3 separate regions of the Capra hircus genome follow, and all the other regions are linked to region 3. A link is a contact called in public Hi-C data. All regions are on one chromosome and are shown on one strand. Each heading gives the region's core, a stretch centred on a gene start, on an enhancer-like site or on the middle of the called end of the contact. The rest is flanking DNA. Distances are from core to core; before and after follow the strand shown. Region 1 overlaps SERTAD2 (SERTA domain-containing protein 2). Region 2 holds the start of SERTAD2 (SERTA domain-containing protein 2). Region 3 has its middle 110 kb from the start of SLC1A4.

The links. Hi-C and Micro-C count contacts between places; a contact is called where the count stands out from the background.
Region 1: a Hi-C map of blood shows a contact between it and region 3, with 6 times the contacts expected there. The contact joins two enhancer-like sites. A contact is called at or near these places in 2 of 5 Hi-C or Micro-C datasets (both in blood).
Region 2: a contact with region 3 is called in a Hi-C map of blood, with 2.7 times the contacts expected there. The contact joins the promoter of SERTAD2 here to the enhancer-like site in region 3. A contact is called at or near these places in 2 of 5 Hi-C or Micro-C datasets (both in blood).

What each region holds. Positions count from the first base shown.
Region 1 is chr11:62,776,235-62,778,934 of ARS1.2, forward strand. The region is part of intron 1 of SERTAD2 (SERTA domain-containing protein 2); the gene reads right to left. Among named protein-coding and RNA genes, the nearest start is that of SERTAD2, 99 kb to the right of the region's middle. Within about 2 kb of position 1,422, at least 5 of the 5 cell types and tissues checked have an H3K27ac peak or open chromatin away from gene starts, as enhancers often do.
Region 2 is chr11:62,875,337-62,878,074 of ARS1.2, forward strand. SERTAD2 (SERTA domain-containing protein 2) reads right to left here and starts at 1,401. Exons shown (of 2, transcript XM_018055425.1): 1 at 667-1,401. It overlaps LOC108637151 (a long non-coding RNA gene), which reads left to right and starts at 1,614. Exons shown (of 2, transcript XR_001918818.1): 1 at 1,614-1,861. It overlaps LOC108637150 (a long non-coding RNA gene), which reads left to right and starts at 1,868. Exons shown (of 2, transcript XR_001918817.1): 1 at 1,868-2,334.
Region 3 is chr11:63,004,509-63,007,208 of ARS1.2, forward strand. It overlaps the pseudogene LOC102173667. Among named protein-coding and RNA genes, the nearest start is that of SLC1A4, 110 kb to the right of the region's middle. Within about 2 kb of position 1,298, at least 4 of the 5 cell types and tissues checked have an H3K27ac peak or open chromatin away from gene starts, as enhancers often do.

The sequences.
Region 1 (2,700 bases), core at 172-2,671, 230 kb before region 3:
GTTCACAGTAACGCTAATGACTCAGAATGATGACTTTCCCTCACAGAGCTACCCAGTTTGAAGAAAAAAGAAGCTATGATGTGTGACGAGTGTCTTCAAGCAGGCTAGCAGAAGCTATTTCCTCATTCAGACATCCTGAGCCGCCAAACCCAAAGTTAAAGTCCTTTAAATGGAAACACGCGCACACTTTCAGTTTCTTTCCGGGGCAGTGGAAGAAGAAAGAAGTTGCCCCTGGCAAAACTACTGAGTGGGTGACAGTCTCTCCAGAGCAGGAGAGAGGCTGGCTACAAATGCCGGTGAGACAACTTCTGAAACACAGAATATTCTCATCTCTCCCCTCTGACGCCTGCCTTAGGGTATGCTTTGGGTCCTGCTCTTGAGGTGGTCCAAGTGGAGAGCCCCTGCTCCTGACCAGGACGCCTGCCACCAGCCTCCGGCGAACTCTGGGAAGAGCTCTTTTGTCAGCTGGTCACCCAGCACCTCCCGGGCAGGAAGGAGAGGCCCCCTCCTTGTTCCACAGGGGAAGCCAGGTTCCCTTAGACAACTTTCTATACTGTTAAAATATTACACCTTAATAAACATCCAACACTCAGGAATCTGATAATGGCTATGCTTTTGACATCCTTCCTCCCCCAGGTAACAGCAGAAGCCACGGGGTGGGGGTTGGGCGACACGACTTAGACAGGACACCCTGAAGGGACATGGGGTGGGGGGGGTGGGGGATGCTGGCAGATCTGGGAGAGAGCTGACAGAAAGTGGGGTACTCCCAAAGCCAGTGCTCTGGGACAACCTAGAGGGATAGTGGGTAGGGAAGTGGGAGAGGGGGTTCAGGATGGGGGGAACACATATGTATACCCATGGTTGATTCATGTTGATGTATGGCAAAAAGCATCACAATATTGTAATTATCCTCCAATTAAAATAAATTAATTTTAAAAAGAAAGTGGGGTGCCTGCAAGGATCTGCCAGCGGGGGTGTTCCATGCACTGTGACCCGTGCAGTTCCCCAGTTCCTGGGGGTGAGCCTCCGGGAGGCCATGCGGGGGTCAGCACTCCCCGAGGCTGCCTGCAGACCCCAAAGCGACTGCTTCCGGCCTCCGGGAATGGCAGAAACACGGGCAAAATTCCAACAGGGAGAAAGCCTCTGCGTGTTTACTCCCAGAAGACAAGGGAGGGTGAGTAACTGAACCCCTAAAGCTGCCCCTATCGGGGAAGTTTTCTTTTTTCTTTTTCTTTTTTTAAGCCCAAGCTCATCCAGGATGAGGTCCCTGCAGTAACATCCATGCTAATTGCTAAGTAAGACAAAGCCTTCCCTAACAAATCAGCAATGTAATTATGAAGCCAGTCACTAGATCAAGCCAGTTAGGCGCGCTCGGCGCGGCTCGGAGGGTGTAACCCGACACCACTGTTTGCGGAGGCGCCTCCCCAGGCTCTCCCGGCGGCGCTCTCCGCCGCGGGTAGCGCGCGGCCGCGCATCCGCGATCAGACTCCAGTCGGACGGGTCCCGCAGCGAACAATCCCCGGGCTTTCTCGACAGCGTCTTAAAGCCTGGAGACAAACCGAAATTCGGCCAGGAAGTCAGCCTCGAAGTCAACAGCTTTTACTGTTTGGGGATGTAAGAAACTCTTGCCTACCCTCCTAGGACTTTTATCTACTTCTATGAAATTGCAGACGGTTTCTGACTGGTTTGTCAAACATAACCTTTCCTCTTGGAAAAAGAAAAGGACATTTTCAAATGTTGATAACTGCATTTAGCAAACAAATCCTGAGAGATAATATTTCAAGTGAATATTTCTTAGGAATAAATTATGGCCTTGTTAATAAACATCTGTAAAGAAACAGGTTTTTTAGACTGTAACTGTTAAGTAATAGAAAATATTTCTAATATCCTGTCTTACTGGTTCCTCAGCCAGCTGGGAACTTTAGGTTTTAGACCTAACTCTTAGGAAGCTAGGGACATAAGTCACCTTCCAAAGATACTGAGGATGTTTACAATCCTTAGTTTATGTAACAATTTTGACTAAAAGCACTGCACACCTAAAGCAAAAGACTGAGCCGAATTATACAGTTTCTAAATTTAAGATAAGCAAAAAAAAAAAAAAAAAAGATTCTAAGCCTGGAATAGGCTTTAAAATACTCTAGGAAAAAAAAGACCATGAAGATGAAACAAGACTGACAAAATATTGATGGCTGTTAAAGCCCAATGATGAGCACAAGGGGATGCACTGTACTCTCTCTATTTTTGAGTGTGTTTGGAATTTTCCATAAGAAAAAGGTAAAACATGTACACACACATCAATACATATTTTTTAAATTCTACAAATTTAGACAAAGTCAAACAAACACAATAAACTATTTACACCCTCAGTGAGAACTCTGATGTTAACTTGATAGGCTATTTTACTCAGAAAACGCTATAAATGCTCTTTGTAAACAAACATGCCCACTACAAGTTGGAGCTCCTCTTGAGCTTTGAAAGAGTATCACATCTAACCACAAAGGGGCGCAGGAGAGCAACAGGCACTCCTGAATTCTGAGTATTCACCGCAATTTCTATCTACAGATCTCAAAGTATACACATTTCCAAGACTGTTCCCTAATTCAGGTCTCCATAGGACACTGCTTGGCAAGCCAAGAGCCCTGCCAAGACCACACTATATTATGCTATGGTTCGAAATCTGGAAATATTGTATAAAGAAAA
Region 2 (2,738 bases), core at 151-2,650, 130 kb before region 3:
ATACCCCACTGTGCGCAGTGACCAGGAAATAAAAAATTCTGTGTTATAATTTCTGGATAGAACAGAGGTGAGCTAAAGATGAAGTGTCAAACTGGATTTCCATCTTACCTCGCTTTCCTCCAACAGGTTCAAAGACTTTGTAATCTTTACATTAATATTGAATTATCTTTTCTTTTCTTTTCCAAAAGGGAACCTACGAAACTATTTTAAAATAAAAAGCAAGCCATGCCACTAGGCAACCTGTCTTCTCGTGGTCTATCTCATTCAAATCAGACATACCTTTCGCTTTGCCTTTACTGAATAAAAGTTTAACTTTGATTTGGAAGACAACGTACCCATTATTAGCCGTCTGACACTTTGCAGGTCATAGAGTCTATCAGTTCAATTCGCTGATTATGACAGCTCACTAAGAAAGCTTGCCATTACCGCTCATTTTATAAGCGTTGGCAATACCTAGAAATACAGCAAGGCTGGTGAATAAGGAGTCGAGGGGCGGGGGAAGAGGGAGCGAGGCAGGAAGGCAGTCGCCACCTCAAATCCACGCCGGACTGGGAACCTCCAGTCTACAGCGCGATCCCTTGCCTTCCCCAAAGTGGACCCGTTATATTTTCCCAGACCCTCTCTCCGCCCCAACACCCACCCCCGATAACCCAACACAGCACTCACCCTTCAGCGAAGTCGGCACCCGGTCCAGCTCTGAGACGGGTCGGGGTGGCAGCGAGGGAGGGGACGTCTGGGCTGTGGGCGGGGGGTGTCGGTGCGTCACTAGAGTGCAGGACGGTGAGTTCGAGGGGTGGGAGCGGAGCGGAGCAGGGAAATCAAGTCACTGCCGAAAAGGGACGAGCAACGGGGGGATGGAGGGGAAAGCCCCTTCCCTAAAATAAGCCCACCGGCCCCTGCGACCCCCTGCCCCAGGAAGGGAAAATAAAATCCGGGGAAATAAAAAGACTGACAAATAAACCTCTAAAACGATGAGAAGCAAGGATCAGACTTTAATTTAAAGGGGGGAGACTGAGCGAGGGCTGGAGGGGTGACTGAAGTGGCTCTAGGTCTATCCCATGCCTTTGCAGTCCCCAAACGGAGGAGGAGGCTGGCTAAGGGGAAGTTGCAGCGGCTCCCGAGGAGGAGGCGGAGGAGGCGGAGGAGGAGGTTACACCGTAACAAGTACAGACAGACAGCCATGGATCAGAGGGGCGCTGGGAGCAGGGGCGGCCGCGGCGGGGCGAGCGGCCGCGGCAGCAGCACCGCCTGCTCGGCTAGCTCAAGACATTTAATTGGATTGATGGGTTGTGCAGTGACTCACAGACTTTACAGAGTCGTAAAGCAGTCCCCGCCCAGCTGGACAGGGGAGATGCGGTGGGGACGGCAAGGGAAAGGGGGGCTGTGAAAGAGCCGGGAGGGGAGGAGGCGAGTGAGAGGGCGAGGCGTTGGGAGGGGCGGGGAGCGGAACGGAATCACCCAATGCCGAAGCCCGCCGCTCCGACGGGCGTGGGCGTCGGCCAATGACGGTGCTGCTCGATAGGCGGCAGGCTTCGCCCCTGGCCCAATGAGTCTTCTAAGGACACTGCCGCTAACCGGGCGGGGGGAAGTGGAGTGGGGGCTGGGGAGTGGTGGGTGGACGTTGAAGTAGGGAGGGAGCGGTGGAGGGAAAGATGAGGCACCGGAGACCCGCGGAGTCACTCAGCTCTCCTCGCTCCAGAAGTGCGCCTTCTGCCAATCCGAGGGCCGCATGGGGGTGATGGACGCAAGCGTGTGCCCAATGAGGAGGAGAAGGTGCCGCCCCGAGCCACAGGGGAAGGAGTGGGCGGGCCAAGGTCCTCCCCTCCCTCCGCACCCGGGTCCTCCCTCCCGCCCTGTTCAGGTCAGTCACGCAAATAACAGTGTGAGGGCTGGGGCCGTGCGGGGGGGGTGGGGCGGCGGAGGGGCCGCGCTGCAGAAGGCGTGACAGCGATAGGGACTGGCTGTGCTGCCGACTCCGCACCGACCGGAGGAGGCGATGAAGAAGGCTGGCTCCTTACTCAGCCTCAAGCTGCTGCTGTTGCTGCCCGGCTCTGCCTAGGAGCCCCTGAGGCCAAACCCCACTACCGAGTGGCAGACTGATTTGGAGTAAATCGGATCAAAACTTTGCCTCCCGTCGGTGCTATGCCCACTCTCGGAGACAGCTCCGTGTGACGTCCTGTGGGGCTGTGCTCTGGGAGCCGAGGGAGCTGGACGCCAAGACCGGAGGCATTTCCCTCCTTGCTTGCCTGTGTTCTGGGGAAGTCAGAGGAGGGTGTGGACAGGTTGAAACACCTCCTGAATACGTAACATTTCTTTATTGGGTTTCTCGAAAAGGTACTTAACCTGACGTGAGTGAAGCTGTGTGGGCTTTGTGGGTGTAAATATCAGCTTCCTCCAGCCCTTGCTCCCGCATGCATTACTCTTTTTCTCCCACTTCTCTGCCCACTCTCCTCACCTTGGACCCTGACACCTTGTACTCATTACTAGATCTCGCTGCTCATTCCCCGGAGCTACGGCTTTTTCTCAGTTTCTTGCCTACTGTCTAGGAATCATGGTACACACCTTAAGCCTGCACGCACTTGTACTTGAAAGTAACTGGGATCACTAATGAACCTGAACAGAGGTGCCGGCAAAAGAAATACACTGGCAAAAATCCACCTTCTTAACCACAAGGTGCATTTCTGCAGGTTATTGAAATTTATGACAATTGCTTCCTATTAAAAAACCAAGGAAAGACA
Region 3 (2,700 bases), core at 48-2,547:
CAGCATGGTGAGAGGCCTTGAATGCCTCCCTCCAAGTCCTTTGAGTTAGTGGGTGCTGCCGATGATTATGACTCAAGGACATGATAGGTTCAAAGCAATGACTTCAAATGATTAATATGCTTGAAGGGTTTACGTGTCTGAGTGTCCTTTACTAAGCACTGTCCCATGGGAGGACAGTTTTAGAAGCCAAAACATCTAGAAGAATCTGGGAGCCCAGGGGAGTGGGAGATCTGTCCCCTTGGATTGAGATGCAAGAAAAACCCATTATCCAGCCTTTCAGGGACCAAAATTGAGTTTCTAGTTTTGGAAGATCTTCCTGAGTAATTAAAGGTTTGCTGAGCAACACAGCAGGCACTCAACCACATGTGTTAACGAGCTGGTGCCCCGTGCCTTAGGCTTCCTTACACCTTCCCCGAAAAAGCACACACATACGACCAAATTGCTTTTTTTCACCCTGTGATTGAACACAGCTTCACCAGACCCTCCACCCCACGGATACACCCTAGATCCAGCCCCTTGCCTTCCCAGCCCCCTCCACCCAATTCCATTGTCAGAGCGGAACAAAAGGCCCAAGGCATCCTGGGTTAAAGGATTTTAACTCTGCCAGCCCCAGGAGGCTCCAACAAGAAGCAGTTTCCTGCAGGAGGAAAGTGACTGAGAAATCTCCCCAGGGGACAGGGGATTTTTTTTTCTTTTCTTTTTTTTTTTTCTGGTCTGAAAAACAGAATCTAGCTGTCAATCAGACACCTTCCCCTCTCGCCGCCGCCGCCCCGGCCCCCACTCCAGGATTAGGAGCTTTCTCTTCTAGACACCTTCCCTCAGCCAAACGCATCTTCAAGTCTCTTGCCTAGGACTTGTATTTGTGGCGGTCAGGCTCCCACCCAAACCGGCGGGGCCATCCCCGCCACCCCCATCAGACTGGACTCTCCCTCTGCCCCCCTCCTCGTTTTCCTACCGCTGCTTCCCCGCCTTCACCCTGTGCGGGTACAGCTGCCCCGCGCGCCATGGTCGTCCATACCCCCGTGCCCCCGGCCCATCCCCATCCCCGCCTGCGAGCCTCCGCTCCCGGGGCGCCGCCGGGCTGGGAGCCGGGGTTCGCCGCCTGCTCCGGACCCCGGCTGGCTCCTCCGTGGTCCCGCGCGGCACCCTCTTCGGCCACCAGCTTCTGAACTTGGCCGGAGACGAACCGGTCCTCTGGAGCGGAAAGCTGCGGGCTGGTGGGTTGCCGGCGAGAGCATTTACAGGGCCGAGGTTCGGTGGGTTTGTGTCCACGTGCCTCTGCCCTAACCGGCGAGCAGCGTCCGGAGAGCCCCTGCTGGCTGCTCTGCCCTGGTCCCAGAGGCTTCTGGAACAAAACTGCATTTCGTGTAAAACCCCTTTTGCTTATTCTGGAACTAAAGTATGCATTTTTGTTGTTGTTGTTCTTGAGTTTTTCACGTAGAAAAGATACCGGGTAAATTGGAAACATGTTGGGAAAGGAGTGAGCAATCAATGCTGGCATTTAAACAACACAAAATTGCCCTCGCGAGGCCACACGCCCAGGCGGGCGCGGCGCTCCCGGCGACAGAGCAGCGCCCTCTGGTGGCCGCACGGTGTGTGTGGGGGGGATCGGCCGCCCCCACCCCCAGGCTCCGGAGCCGGGCGGTCTCGAGAGCGGCTTCCCCAAGTCTGGGAAACACCGGGGCAACTTGGCAGGAAGGGAATTCAAGGTGAGCGTCGCCACGGTGCTGGGAAATGCTTTTTGTGGTTTCAGGCTTGGGCCCAGGCCCAGAGCCCCGGGAAGGGTCTAACTTAAAAGAAAAACTCTTGTCCCATTCTCAAAGGCTGCTTGAAATTGTATGGATACAGCACCATCCCTTACCTGAAAGATTTGATTCTTTTTAAAATCCTCAAAGCGTTCGAGAAGGGTGATTTTTAAAACGTGGGCAAGTGAAATCACCACTATCATCACCAAAAAGCGTGATTACACCATAATATGTACATTTTACATGCTGGTGACATTTACCAAGTATCATTAAATCCTTTTTCCCCTGCTTTAATCCCAGGGGCATCCTTTTGTAGTCTGAACAGCAGTGTTCTTTTAGCCCCCGCCTCCTCTCAGTGGCCATTCCCTCTATTGCAGTTTGCCCCAAGTTTTCTTGTTCCTTGTATGAATACATCCTAAATGTTTTTCCCCTTTTCTTGCTTTTCCTTATTCTTGTATCTGCTGCTTGTGGTTAGGCTCACACAGTTTATTGTCTGGATCAGAGCTACTTTCGCGGGAACAGCCGGAGCTTGGCGTCGGTGGCGGCCAGAATCCCAGGTTCACAGACTGTCTTGGGTTCTCTCTGCCCTACAGCAACACCAGCACGTCTGCCAAGAGGTGGCCGCCTCAGGCTGACTGCAGACACGCCCACCCCCTTCACCCCCGCACGCATACACACACAGGAGCAGACCACTGCTTCAGCTTCCTGTCTCTCTGGAGTTTCTCTCCGGAGAGTTTGGCCCCTCCCCCGCCCGGGGGAAGCCAGAAGAGGTGAGGGTGCTGGGTTCTGAGGAGCCAGGCAGGTGCTCCCCTGCCCCGCTCCCTTTCCTCTGAATCTCTTTTCCCTGCCTGAGGGGTTTCCATTTACCCATACTATCTGGTGGGAATTCCTCCAACTTCATACCTTCCTTCTCTTTGGGGGTATTTTCTGCTGTATCTATTGCTGCACACAAGCC